Linked DNA regions of Mus musculus: region 2 is linked to region 1. The links are chromatin contacts, called in public HiChIP or PLAC-seq maps. All regions are on one chromosome and are shown on one strand. Each heading gives the region's core, a stretch centred on a gene start, on an enhancer-like site or on the middle of the called end of the contact. The rest is flanking DNA. Distances are from core to core; before and after follow the strand shown. Region 1 has its middle 250 kb from the start of Adamts6. Region 2 overlaps Cwc27 (CWC27 spliceosome-associated protein).

The links. HiChIP or PLAC-seq counts read pairs in DNA pulled down with a chosen protein or histone mark.
Region 2: a contact with region 1 is called in an H3K27ac HiChIP or PLAC-seq map of embryonic fibroblasts, with 2.2 times the contacts expected there. The contact joins two enhancer-like sites. A contact is called at or near these places in 1 of 39 promoter capture datasets (liver), 3 of 484 Hi-C or Micro-C datasets (the 3T3-L1 cell line, nephron progenitors and uterus) and 1 of 115 datasets of contacts at active chromatin or transcription factors (embryonic fibroblasts).

The regions. Positions count from the first base shown.
Region 1 is chr13:104,538,437-104,544,241 of GRCm38.p6, forward strand. No RefSeq gene overlaps it. Among named protein-coding and RNA genes, the nearest start is that of Adamts6, 250 kb to the left of the region's middle. Within about 2 kb of position 2,980, at least 60 of the 459 cell types and tissues checked have an H3K27ac peak or open chromatin away from gene starts, as enhancers often do. A contact at or near this core is called in embryonic fibroblasts and uterus, where this site is marked.
Region 2 is chr13:104,690,352-104,696,462 of GRCm38.p6, forward strand. All of the region lies in intron 11 of Cwc27 (CWC27 spliceosome-associated protein), which reads right to left. Among named protein-coding and RNA genes, the nearest start is that of Cwc27, 120 kb to the right of the region's middle. Within about 2 kb of position 4,475, at least 62 of the 459 cell types and tissues checked have an H3K27ac peak or open chromatin away from gene starts, as enhancers often do. A contact at or near this core is called in embryonic fibroblasts and uterus, where this site is marked.

The DNA of each region.
Region 1 (5,805 bases), core at 1,730-4,229:
ATCTCATCCTTGGATTTAGCAGTAGACCTTTCTTTTAGGTATGAAGCCAAAAATACAATCAATGATTAAAAAAATGAATAAGTGAGTCTTTATCACATAAATCTTTTTTGCATGCACAGCCCCGCCCCCAAACTAAAAGGTGAAATCTTATAGATGGCAGTGTTTCAGACACATAAACACACTTAGCAATCGTGAAACCAATAAGCAAACTTAACTTGCAATTGACTCAAATAGACATTCTTTCTAAAGAGTGCAAAAAAAATAATTATGAAGCACTTGAAAAGATGGTAGAGGGGCTGGAAAGATGGCTCAGCAGTTAAGAGCACTGACTGCTCTTCTGAAGGTCCTGAGTTCAAATCCCAGCAACCACATGGTGGCTCACAGCCATCTGTCATGAGCTCTGACGCCCTCTTCTGTCTGAAGACAGCTACAGTGTACTTACATATAACAATAAATAAATCTTTGGGCCAGAGCAAGTGGGACCGGAGCGAGCAGAGGTCCTGAGTTCAATTTCCAGCAACCATACGATGGCTCACAACCATCTGTATAGCTACAGTGTACTCACATACATTAAATAAATAAATAAATAAATAAATCTTAAAAAAAAAAAGAAAAGATGCTAGAAATCCTTAGTCAATAAGGAAGCAAAACACCTACTCAGGGGGACAACACATTAGACCTACTAAGATGGCTACAATGATAATAATACAATAAAACTTACAGTAAGTGTAGGTGAGATGAAAAACTAATAATTTTCATATGTTGTGACAGAAATGTAAAGTGACACAGATACTATGGAAATCAGGTTGGCTTACATGATACAAGAATCCAGGAGTTGGATGTCTCAGTTGTTTTATTATGGCCCCAAAAACCTGGTCTATGTTGGAAGTTCAAAGAAGCTGGTTCTAATATCAGTTAAAGATACAAGGTCTTAGTTAGGGTTTTACCTCTAGAAACAGATACCATGACCAAGGCAACTCTTATAAAGGACATCATTTAATTGGGGCTGGCTTACAGGTTCAGAGGTTTAGTCCATTATCATCAAGGAGGGAGCATGGCAGTGTTTGGGTAGGCATGATACAGGAGAGGCTGAGAGTTCTACATCTTCATCTGAGGGCTGCTTGTAGAATACTCACTTCCAGGCAGTTAGGATGAAGATCTTAAAGCCCATGCCCACAGTGACACACCTACTCCAACAAGGCCATACTTCCAAATAGTGCCACTCCCGGGGCCAAGCATATTAAACCCATGACAAGCAATGACAGCAAACGGTGGATGAATTTGCCAGCACGTGGGAAGACACGCAGAGAAAAAGCAAACTTTCTATTTTCCTTCTCCCCTTTGTCTGGATTGCCACTGAAAAGCGCAGTGCATGCCACCAACACTTACAGTGGGTAGACCTACGTCAAGTAATCTGATAGACAAAATCCCTTCACAGGGGGGCTGGAGAGATGGCTCAGCGGTTAAGAGCACTGACTGCTCTTCCAAAGGTCCTGAGTTCAAATCCCAGCAACCACATGGTGGCTCACAACCATCTGTAATCTGATCTGATGTCCTCTTCTGGTGTGTCTGAAGACAGCTACATTGTACTTACGTATAATAAATAAATAAATCTTTTTTTTTTAAAAAAAGAGAAAACCAAACTAAAAGCTAATAAAATATTTTTTAAAAAAATCCCTTCACAGGAGTGTCCTGTGGCTTGCCTTTCGATTGACTCCAGAGCCAATCAAGTTGACAACCCATTATACTAGCTATTAATCTTAATAGTGTGTGATGGATAGAGCATACCGAAATTAGGAAGAGACAAAGCGCTTGGAGAGGCCCAAAGGGGAAGATTTTGAAAAAGTGGGTAAGATTTAACAGCTCGGGAGTAGGGCAAGGCAAAGAGATACAGCTTAGGGATTTCATGCACAAAGGAGGGACTATTCCAGAGTATTAAGGAGACAAGCCTTGCTAGATCACTATAGAAGGCAACCGTGCAACAGAGTAACACTTCAAATGCTATGTTAAAACAAGTAATAATTAACGTCAGTGAACAGGGAGCCTTTCCTGCTGAGACTCTAAAAAACAAAATCATTGTCTAGTTTTACCAATTTTTCCTTCAAGGCGTCTGGTCTCTTTGAGATCTGTCTCTGCTATCTAAGGTCTACCCTGTAATACTGTGTTTCTATTTGTTTTTTGTTGTTGTTGTTGTTTTTTAAGAAACAAAGTGTTAGTTATGACCCTGCACTTGTGGCGTCTGGCTCTGTTAGGAAGCTGCCTGCAACAGGTAGTTGTTTTCTTTGCTTCCGTCCCATTACTTCCAGTAACATCCTTCAGGGACCCTGTGAAACAATTCCCCTTCTCCTGATGTTTATAATCTGAGGGTGCTTATGGAGTTTCAACATTCCCTCTGCTTTGAGCCCAGCCAAGGTATACATGCTTAATACCTTTAATCTCTCCCCCTAAGTCACTCCCTCTGGTCCCTTAATCATCTTAATTGCTCTTCTCTGAAACACAGCCAGCTCATTATGTTCATCTTCCTTGGGAGGCAATGAGGAACATAGTATTCCCCTTGTGGTCTCCCAGGGCTCATATATTACCTCCCAGTTTCATCATCCAGGGCCGGACATGTGCAGCCACACCCCTCCGCTGTCCCCACCCACCCACACAGTGCACCCCGGCCCCCTGTAAATCCCGTATTTCACCAGGTTATCTCTGTATTTCCAGGTGGCCTGCTCCAAAACTTGGAAAGCATGTTGGCTACAGACAGATCGCATCCTGGGGTGGGGAGGAAGGGGAGGGGTGTCTCTTACTGGAGAAGGTGGCCCAGGACCAGGCCGAGTATCTGGAAAACTGCAACTAAGCTTGTGTAAGACAACCTTGAAAGGGGAGAGGCTGCAGTCTGCCCACAGAATTAGGCTGCAGCCTGCCGTGAGTGCTATGGCCTGCTGGGCTGTGAGAGCCTACAGAAAGAGGCAACGCCAGGGGTACAGCTCTGCTCTTTATGTCTCCTCTCTATCTTCTCCTACCTAAGTGTATTCATAGCCCTTGGCTGTTACTGTGTAGCTTTATGAGGAGAAATGCAAAGTGAACCAGATTACAAAGATCCTGTTTCAAGATCTGTTATCACCCTGTGGATAGAAACCTCCAGAAGCCCGAGCCTTTTGGAAGCAGTGGTCTTGTTTCTTAAAGCTTTGAACACACACACACACACACACACACACACACACACGCACGCACGCACGCACGCACGCACGCACGCACGCACGCACGCACGCACACACACGCACGCACACGCACACGCACGCGCGCGAACACACAACTTTGCTACTCTAAGGCCCTGAAGTTAAAAGTTAAACTGACTTTGAGGAACCCAGATGTTTGGGTCGCAGAAGGTTGGCATGGGGACACACCTGGGGCTTCCTTGAGCGTCTGGAAGAAAATAGAAAAAGAAGAGGTGGCTCACAACCATCCCCTAACTCAAGCCGCAGGGGATCCAATGTCGAGTTCTGACCTCTGAGCACATAGGGCCCATACATACACGCAGGCAAAACACTCATACACAGAAAACATAAATAGATCTAAATAACTTTTTAAAAAAGAGTTTTAAAGAAATTCCAGGAGGATGTTCCCATTGTGAAGAGCAGAGTTGATAAGAGGTAGCGGGTCTTTGGTCCAGAGACCTGCAAAGGAGGAAGCAGAGAGGGTGTGGGACGGGGCTCGTGCCTGCTGCCCTGGAACGTTCTAAGGCCAGGGGCTTCGTTCCACTTTTTATTGAAACCTTGAAAGGCCTTAGCCGGAGTGCCTGGTGGAGGCAAGACCACAGGGCTGGCAAATCCTGCTGCCAGCCTTCTTAAGGACTCTGCTCTGGGTGAAGTGTCTCCTTCTTTCCCTTCACTTACAAGAACACTTAGGTACAGGGAAACTACAGAGCAAGGTTTCTTCTAGCTGGGTGTCTTGAGTACCCGAGGCATGGTGAGGAGAGGGGAGGGGAGGAGAGAGAGGAAGGAGATGAGAAGGAGGAGGAGGAGGAGGAGGAGAAGGAAGGGGAGGAGACTTGGAGAAGGGAGAGAGGAAAAAGGAACTACCTAGAGAATCTGTGGCAAGAGGAGGAAGGACCTAAGCTCTGCTTCCTTCCTCCTTCCTGCCCCTCCAGCATGGGTCTGCCCTGCAGTAGGCCAGAGTGCTTCCTTGCTCGGAAGACTAGTGAGCCTACTGTTGCAGCCTTTCCAGTCCCTTGGGTTCTCTGGAAAGGAACTCTTGAGAGCAGGAAAGGGAAAAGTTCCCACGTCAGGAAGAACGGCTACCATTTCCGGTCTCTTGCTTTGCCCCTCTAGACTTGGCACGTGTTCAGCTACAGGAGAAATCCTCATATGAGTCGAGGGAAGTCTGATGGAGTAGAAATGGAAGATGCAGTGAGTTCAGATCACCTAAGGCAGCCACTAGAATTCCCAACGTGAGGTGCCTCCCCACTAACAGCAGCGCTCTCCTTTTCTGGAGGAGTTTACAAGATGTGCTCTGAACACCAGAGTTAAATAGTAGTCTCCCTCTGTAAGCAGTGTCTCTTAAGTAGGGTTTACATTTGGGATTAATAGTAAACTCCTTAGGCCTCACTGACAGAAGAATGCAGTTTGCCCAAATAAACAATCTTCCCATCAGATCTTAGGGACCAAACTTTGTCTTCCTAGCAAGGAGCATTTCCCAACTCTGAAGTCATTTGTAATGTGCTGGGAAGACGGTTTCAAAAAAAAAAAAAATGGATATCTTAGATACCATAAAAGGGAAAACAATTCTCCCTTTTGAAGTAATAAATACCATTTGTAGCAGAACTCCTTCAGTGTGCATTTCTGAATTATTTCCTGATAATGCTAGGCTTATAGAAGCTGGTGGTGCCCACTGCCTAGTAAGGAAGACGCTTACAGAACAATGTGGGTGTGGGCTTTTTCTGAATGTTACACATTCTTCTTGGGACATAAAAACCAAGAATCCTTTCCACTGATTGGGTGTCTTTAGGCTTCGTGGGACTGGACTTTTGTGGCAAAATGGAAGGGCCCTCAGATTGTGCCACACCGTCTCCCAGCGGCCACTGTTGCCTTAGCCTCTCCGAGGAAAGCCATAGAAAAAGTTAACACCTCTGTACAGCACTGTTGAGTAAAAAAATGTGAGTCCATTAAGGAACAGACACCACACTACAGCCTTTTGAAAATGTTATCCATGTGGGAACCCTCTCACCTGGCATTTACTCTGTCTCTGCTTCCCTTTTCTAAGCCTCAGGCCTGTGAGCTGAGACCTGCCACTTCTGCTCATCATCCAGAGAATGACCTCCTGGCTCTAATAATCGTCAGGCACTGTGCTAATAGGTGGAGCTCACCTCCGCTCATCTTAAACACCCATTCTTCCCCCATGGTCTTTATGCTGTGTCCCCCACCCCCACCCCAGTTTTGTACAGAGGAAGATAAGACTTAAATAGAAACTAAGACTTAAAAGAACTCTGAAGTCACCCTGTAAGTAAATGATAGCTCCAGGGTCAAATCATTTGTACAGGGGAAGCTAAAGGGTTGGTTGCAAACAGATTCCTCCCCTTTTGCTCCTTATAAAGTTCGGATTGTAATACTTACCTTTCAGGGTTGTTCAGCAGGATAAATGAGAGTGTCTGTGAATGTTTCCAAAACTGTCTGGTGCTCCACAGGAAATCAGACCACATCAGGGGAAGACAGGCAAGGACAGACACCTCACAGAGGGAAGCCTGATATGACTGATAACCAGCAGTTGGAAACGATTTGGAAGGGTAAAGAGACTCAGTCTATTCAAGAATTTAAACCT
Region 2 (6,111 bases), core at 3,225-5,724, 150 kb after region 1:
ATAGGAAGTTGATTAGTGACTGCCTAGATCTGGAGACTGAGGCTGTAACAGGTAATAGCTAAGGGTCACACCATGTCCTAAAGTGATTGTGCTCAAAAACCGTTACAATGGGTGAGTTACATGGTATGTAAATCACCTCTAAAAACTTTATAAAATAAGCTACCTGTTTAATCTATAGGTGTAACAGCTGGTCTCGGTCTGAGCTGGCTCTAGTTGAACTACTCCATCTAGAAGCTCTGCTAGATTTAATTGGGTTATTTCCCTCTTTCTGAGCTACTCCATGCTGACTGAATAGATAATCTGCCTCCTTCCCTGGCTATAAACTATAAATTTTATTCAACAGATAACTTTGTCTCCTTCCTCTGCTAAACTATAAACTTTATTCATATCATGGGCTAAAATAATTTTCAAAGTTCTTAAACAATTAAAAGTAAATCATAAAATATTAATGGATATTTAAATGATTTTGCTCAGACATGCTGGTCATTGGGACATATCTCTCATAAAAATGTCTAATAAATGCTATCATAATACTGAAATCAAAACTCTAAGAAAATAAAATGGAAAACAAAAGCAAAAAGAATATTATGCTTATTTATACAAGAAATAACATAATTTTATGTAAACTCTTACAAAAGAAGAAGAAGAAGAAGCAGGAGGTGTATATCTGAACTCCCTTTAAGTCAAAGGTTAAGTTGATATAAAAGCTATGCAGATATAGAAGCTCCACTCACACTTCAGGAAACACATCTATCTACCGGTTCTCAGTACCTGACTCTGAATTTGAGAGTCAAAGACTGAATGTTTCCTTGTGAGACTTGGAACCAGCACATATATGTGTTCTCACTGCTTCTGTCCCTTAAATCCAGCCAGAGCAATAATGCAAGAACAATATCAGAACAAACAAAACTAAATCATCTTCATACGTAGAAAACTCAAGCAAAAAACAAACCTCAGGAAATCTACAAAAAAAAGTTACTAACTAGTACTACTAAACAGGCTTAGCAAGGTGGTAGGAGTTAACATTAGTATACAAAATTCAGTGTTTTTTTTCCTTCAGGTATTAGCAGCAAACATTAGGGAATTAAAATAAAAATATCACTTATAGCATTGTTTAACGTATTTCTTTCTTTCTTTCTTTTTTCTTTTTTTCTTTTTTTTTTTTTTTTTTTTTTTTTGAGACAGGGTTTCTTTGTATAGCCCTGGCTGTCCTGGAAATCCCTTTGTAGACCAGGCTGGCCTTGAACTCAGAAATCCGCCTGCCTCTGCCTCCCAAGTGCTGGGATTAAAGGCGTGCGCCACCACGCCCAGCTTTTAATGTATTTCTAAAGTGAGCTAAATATCTCTACACATGAAACTATTCAAAAAAGCTGAAAGAAGTGAAGACTTACATGAATGGAAGAATAAAGTATTTGCAAAAAAAGAAACAAAAAAACCCCTCAATATTAGGATGCCATTCTTTTCAAATATTTGTAAATTCTGAATTATTACAAACAAGAGTCTAGCAGATTTTTTATTAAACTTTAAAAAATATTTTTAACCAAACAAATAACCAACAAACAAAAAGAGGACATAAAGTTAGGAAAGGGTAGGGAGGTAGATTTGGAGGAATTAAAGAGGAGTATGTGAATATGAGTGAGTGTGTGTGTGTGTGTGTGTGTGTGTGAGAGAGAGAGAGAGAGAGACTGATTCATTTTATATGTTCTCTTACCCTAGAGAATGCTGACTAATACAGTGGTCCTTTGCTGACTGAGATGTTATGGATGTATGACTGTAATTCAGTATAACTATGATTTATTCTATATTACCATTATCAATAGAACTATAATGCAAGCCACAAGTGGAATTTAAAATAGTCTAGTCTAGTGAGTACATTAAAAAAAATAAAATGAAGTAGATGAAATTAATTATAAAAATTAAAAATTATCTAATATTAAAAACATTACATCAACATACAATTAAAACAGTTACTAGTAAGCTTACTAACGAGTTACTAATGAGCTTACTAATGAGATACTAATGAGTTACTAATGATGTTTGGGTTTTAAGATTTTAAAATCTGGCGTATATATCACATTTATAGTGCATCTCAGTTTAGAACATGTGGAGTTCAACTAGATCTTACACCCTGGACTTTAGAAACTCCAGGAGATTCTAAAATGCAGAAAATTTTGAGTATCAACAGACTAGTGACTAGGAGGCATAAGGCAAGACATTTTAGAGAAATGATCGATCTCAAATAAAATCTTGAATATTGGCATTCATTAAATACAGATGTCTTTCCAAGAAGAGAGAGCTATAAGGCCAAAGGTCAAGCGATGAAATAGGTTTGTGTGTTAAACAATTTACTTTTTATGGAGCATAGGGTCCTGGGCGAGTGATGAGATCTGTGTGGGAGTCAAAGTACAGGCCATGTAAGGCTTGTATTCGGTGAAAGGGCTTCATCCACTTGGAAATGAGATATCATTAAAGAACTTTATGAAAGAGATTGACACCTGGTCATGTTTGTGTTTAAAAAAAGCCACACACAGAATAAACTGGCAGCAACAGCAATCTGTTGGCAACCTGTTAGCAGATTGTTAAAATAGCCCAACAGAAACAGTGTGGCTGACATGGCCATGGTAGGACATACAGCTCTGGCTAGAAACTTACAGGGAAGTATGCAAAAGACAAACACGAAGAGCATATGTGCCCCTGGATATCCAAGGATTTTACAGTCTAATTCAGACATCTAATTCATTCAGAAAGCAATGGACTTAGAAAGTAAGATATTTAAATCTCTCCCAATAAAATGTCCCTGACCCCAAACTGAAGTTGGTTATAAAATTATTTTCTGGCTGGGCGTGGTGGCGCACGCCTTTAGTCCCAGCACTTGGGAGGCAGAGGCAAGTAGATTTCTGAGTTTGAGGCCAGTGGTCTACAGAGTGAGTTCCAGGACAGCCAGGGCTATACAGAGAAACCCTGTCTCAGAAAAAAAAAAAAAATTCCTGAACTCATTTCATAAGAACTATACACAACTGGGGTGTGTGTGTGTGTGTGTGTGTGTGTGTGTGTATTCCCCCCACCCCTGGCATGGAATTAAGTCTCTTTGGATTGTTGCTGACTTTATACTTTTCTGCCTAGCCCAATGAGAACAATCCTTGACATTTACCCCTCCTGATCTGTATGCCTCTGGTGCATATGCAAACCAAATTTGGCTCTTAAAACACTGCTCACTAAGAATGTACTGTGTAATGATGAATGTTAGATGTTCATATCTTAAGACATAGGTCACAGGATACTCACTTCATTTGAGTTAGAACTGTTTTGCCCAGCTGAGGCTAGCTCCTTCAGAGATGAGGGAAGTGCCTTGTAAATTCTTCTAGGTTGACCACAGAGCTATTACACATTTATTCTAACCCAGTGGCATCTGAATTCTTTTGACTAGACGCATATGGCAAATATATTTTTATATATTTAGTATCTATATAATATATAAAACTAGTATAAGGTTAAGTGTTATAAAATTACAGACATACTATTTTTTATCAGCAAAGATATCAACTTTATATTGTTTAACAATAAAAATTTTTGAAAAGTCACAAACAATATTTACCTTACTATATATGATACACTCTAGCATTTTCTGGCCTATGCCATTTCATTGAATAACAACAACAAAAGACGACTGAGACAAACTACTGCTTTCATGTTCCACCAGTAAATTACTGCCTATAATTAAACTTAGTTCTACCCTCTAATTTACACTTTGTTAACAAATTAAAAGCATTTAAGAAAATGAATGTCTGGAAACTGTACCTAGGAAAACTTGGCTGACCTGATGAGGCCCATAGCTTTAGAGATGGAAGAATTTTTACTAAGGCTTTTCTGATTAGACTTAGCTAAACTGATCATATAACACAGAAGGTGATTCAGTGCAGTGGTCTGATGTTCAGAATGGACATCATGTTAGATTTCTAAATCTAATGACAGTTGTGACCTTATATGTAACACTAAATTCTCTTGTACAGGGGGAAGCTGGAGGGAGTGCTTTGTGCTTTCTGGAAGATCACTGCTGAGCCAGGATTCAGTTACAGAGCATCTTCTGAAGGGAAAGGTCTAGTTCTATTAACAGTGAACGAGCACAAATGATAAGCCTGGAGATACGCTGCTGCGTTCTGATTCCGCTTTGGAGCATACTGCAAAGACGTTTCTGTAAAGATCGTGAACAGAAGCTTACTAACCATTTTGTAAGGAAAACTAGAAGAGACTGCATTTCTTATCCAAATGATTCCACTGTTATCAGACAGATGCTCTTACTTGCAGGGGCAAGAATGACCCTCAGCACAAGGTTCAGGTGAATTAGACTGGCCTTCAGCCGAGCAATGCAATGCAGGCTAAGACAGAGTAGTAGGAATGCTGTTAGGCTGCTCATTGGTGTTGGTTAGCATGCACTGCCCTCATCGTCTGTGTTACCAACAGCTATTTATCTGATGGAACAGTGTTGACAGAACTTGGACTTGTGCCAAACCTCCTGATGAGAAACAAGGTGGAACAGGCTGGCTGGAGGGAACGTTTCCTTTTTAGGAAGCAGCAGCAAGAAGATACATGGAAACAAGGTTGGAACACTATCACTGCTGCAGATACCAGAAACATTTCTAAGTTAAAAAAAAACAAAAAACAAAAAACCAGACTCTAACAATGTTGAATAAATGGCCAATGTGTGTACAAGAAGTCACTCAAATATGCACACGAAAACTGTGTCTTAGAGAAAGAAATGGCTGCCTGGGTGTGTGCCCGCAGCTGAGATGAGCAAGGTGCTGCTCAGTCTTTTTGCATCAGGCAGATTAAGTAACAGAGACAAAAATAATTAAGTCCTAGCCTGCGACAGGCCTGACCACTTACTATGCCAATCAGAAACCACATTCAGCTTATGCTGCAAATATAAAAAGCAGATGGAAATCAAATTGCTTGCCTAATTGCAGAAAAAAAGTCTAACCCAAGACAGTTTTATTAAGCTAACTAAGGGCAAGTGGAAACAGTTTCATCAATAAACCTCTTTCTTTCCCAACACACATGTCTTCGTTCAGTCTCAGAGTAGAACCCAACTCTTTCATCTGTTCCAATCTCTGACTTCATGTTTGTACAAGAGGATGCCCACTGTGCTTTCTTCACTGAATAGTGAGTCTGAGGGGCCATCACTGTTCCCCACCAATCTTGTGGATCTCTTTGTCCATAGTGCGATGATCAGTAGGTCCCTAACAGACACTGAAAGGAGCCTTAAGAACCCAGAATGCATTCTGAAGCATCAGACAAGGAATTACACACACACACACACACACACACACACACACACACACAGACTGTAAAGGAGTTTAGCATGCTGTAACTATCTGTTGTCTTTCTATAAGCTAACCAAAAAAGTAGCAATCATATTGCTTTTATGTTAATCAGTCAATTTATGATCTCACAAAATAATGCCTTCATTAAGTTTGATTTGAGTATTTAACTGTGTCCTTTACTTGAATGGGTGGTGAAAGCAGTGACTGCTGGCTGAGAAGACGATGATGTGGGAAAAACATCGGGGGAGCTGGCCACAAAAGACATAGTCTCCATTTAATTCTGTAAAAAGTATATGTTGCTAGTAAATAAGATTAGAAAATAACTTCTTGGTTATTATATAAGAATCTAGTTCACAAAACAGAAAAATTAAAGCCTCAAATACACAGCTCATATCTTTTCAAGTTACAGACATAAACCAATCATTTTTTTTTTTTTTTCTGGGGGAAAGGCCTAGTTTCTTGACTCAAAAGGATTTTACTGTATTTTACAAAATATTTTTGCACTGGATTTTGATGTATAGTTGCATATATTCTTGGGCAATGTAGGACCCATCAGGGACTGGTGATACTGGGGAGATCAGTAGACCTCTCTGGACATACCTCCCTCCTCTATGTAAACCTCAGTTGTTCTGGCTCCCCCACAGTTCTTTCTATCACAGATACATGAAGGGAAAGAACTAAAAAGGGTCAAGTTCTTTTTTTAAAGTATGGGTATGTGTTAAAAGCAGGGGCCTGCCTGAGTAATAATAATTCTACCTTCTCCTTTGCTATATCTAATTCTGATTTGTCT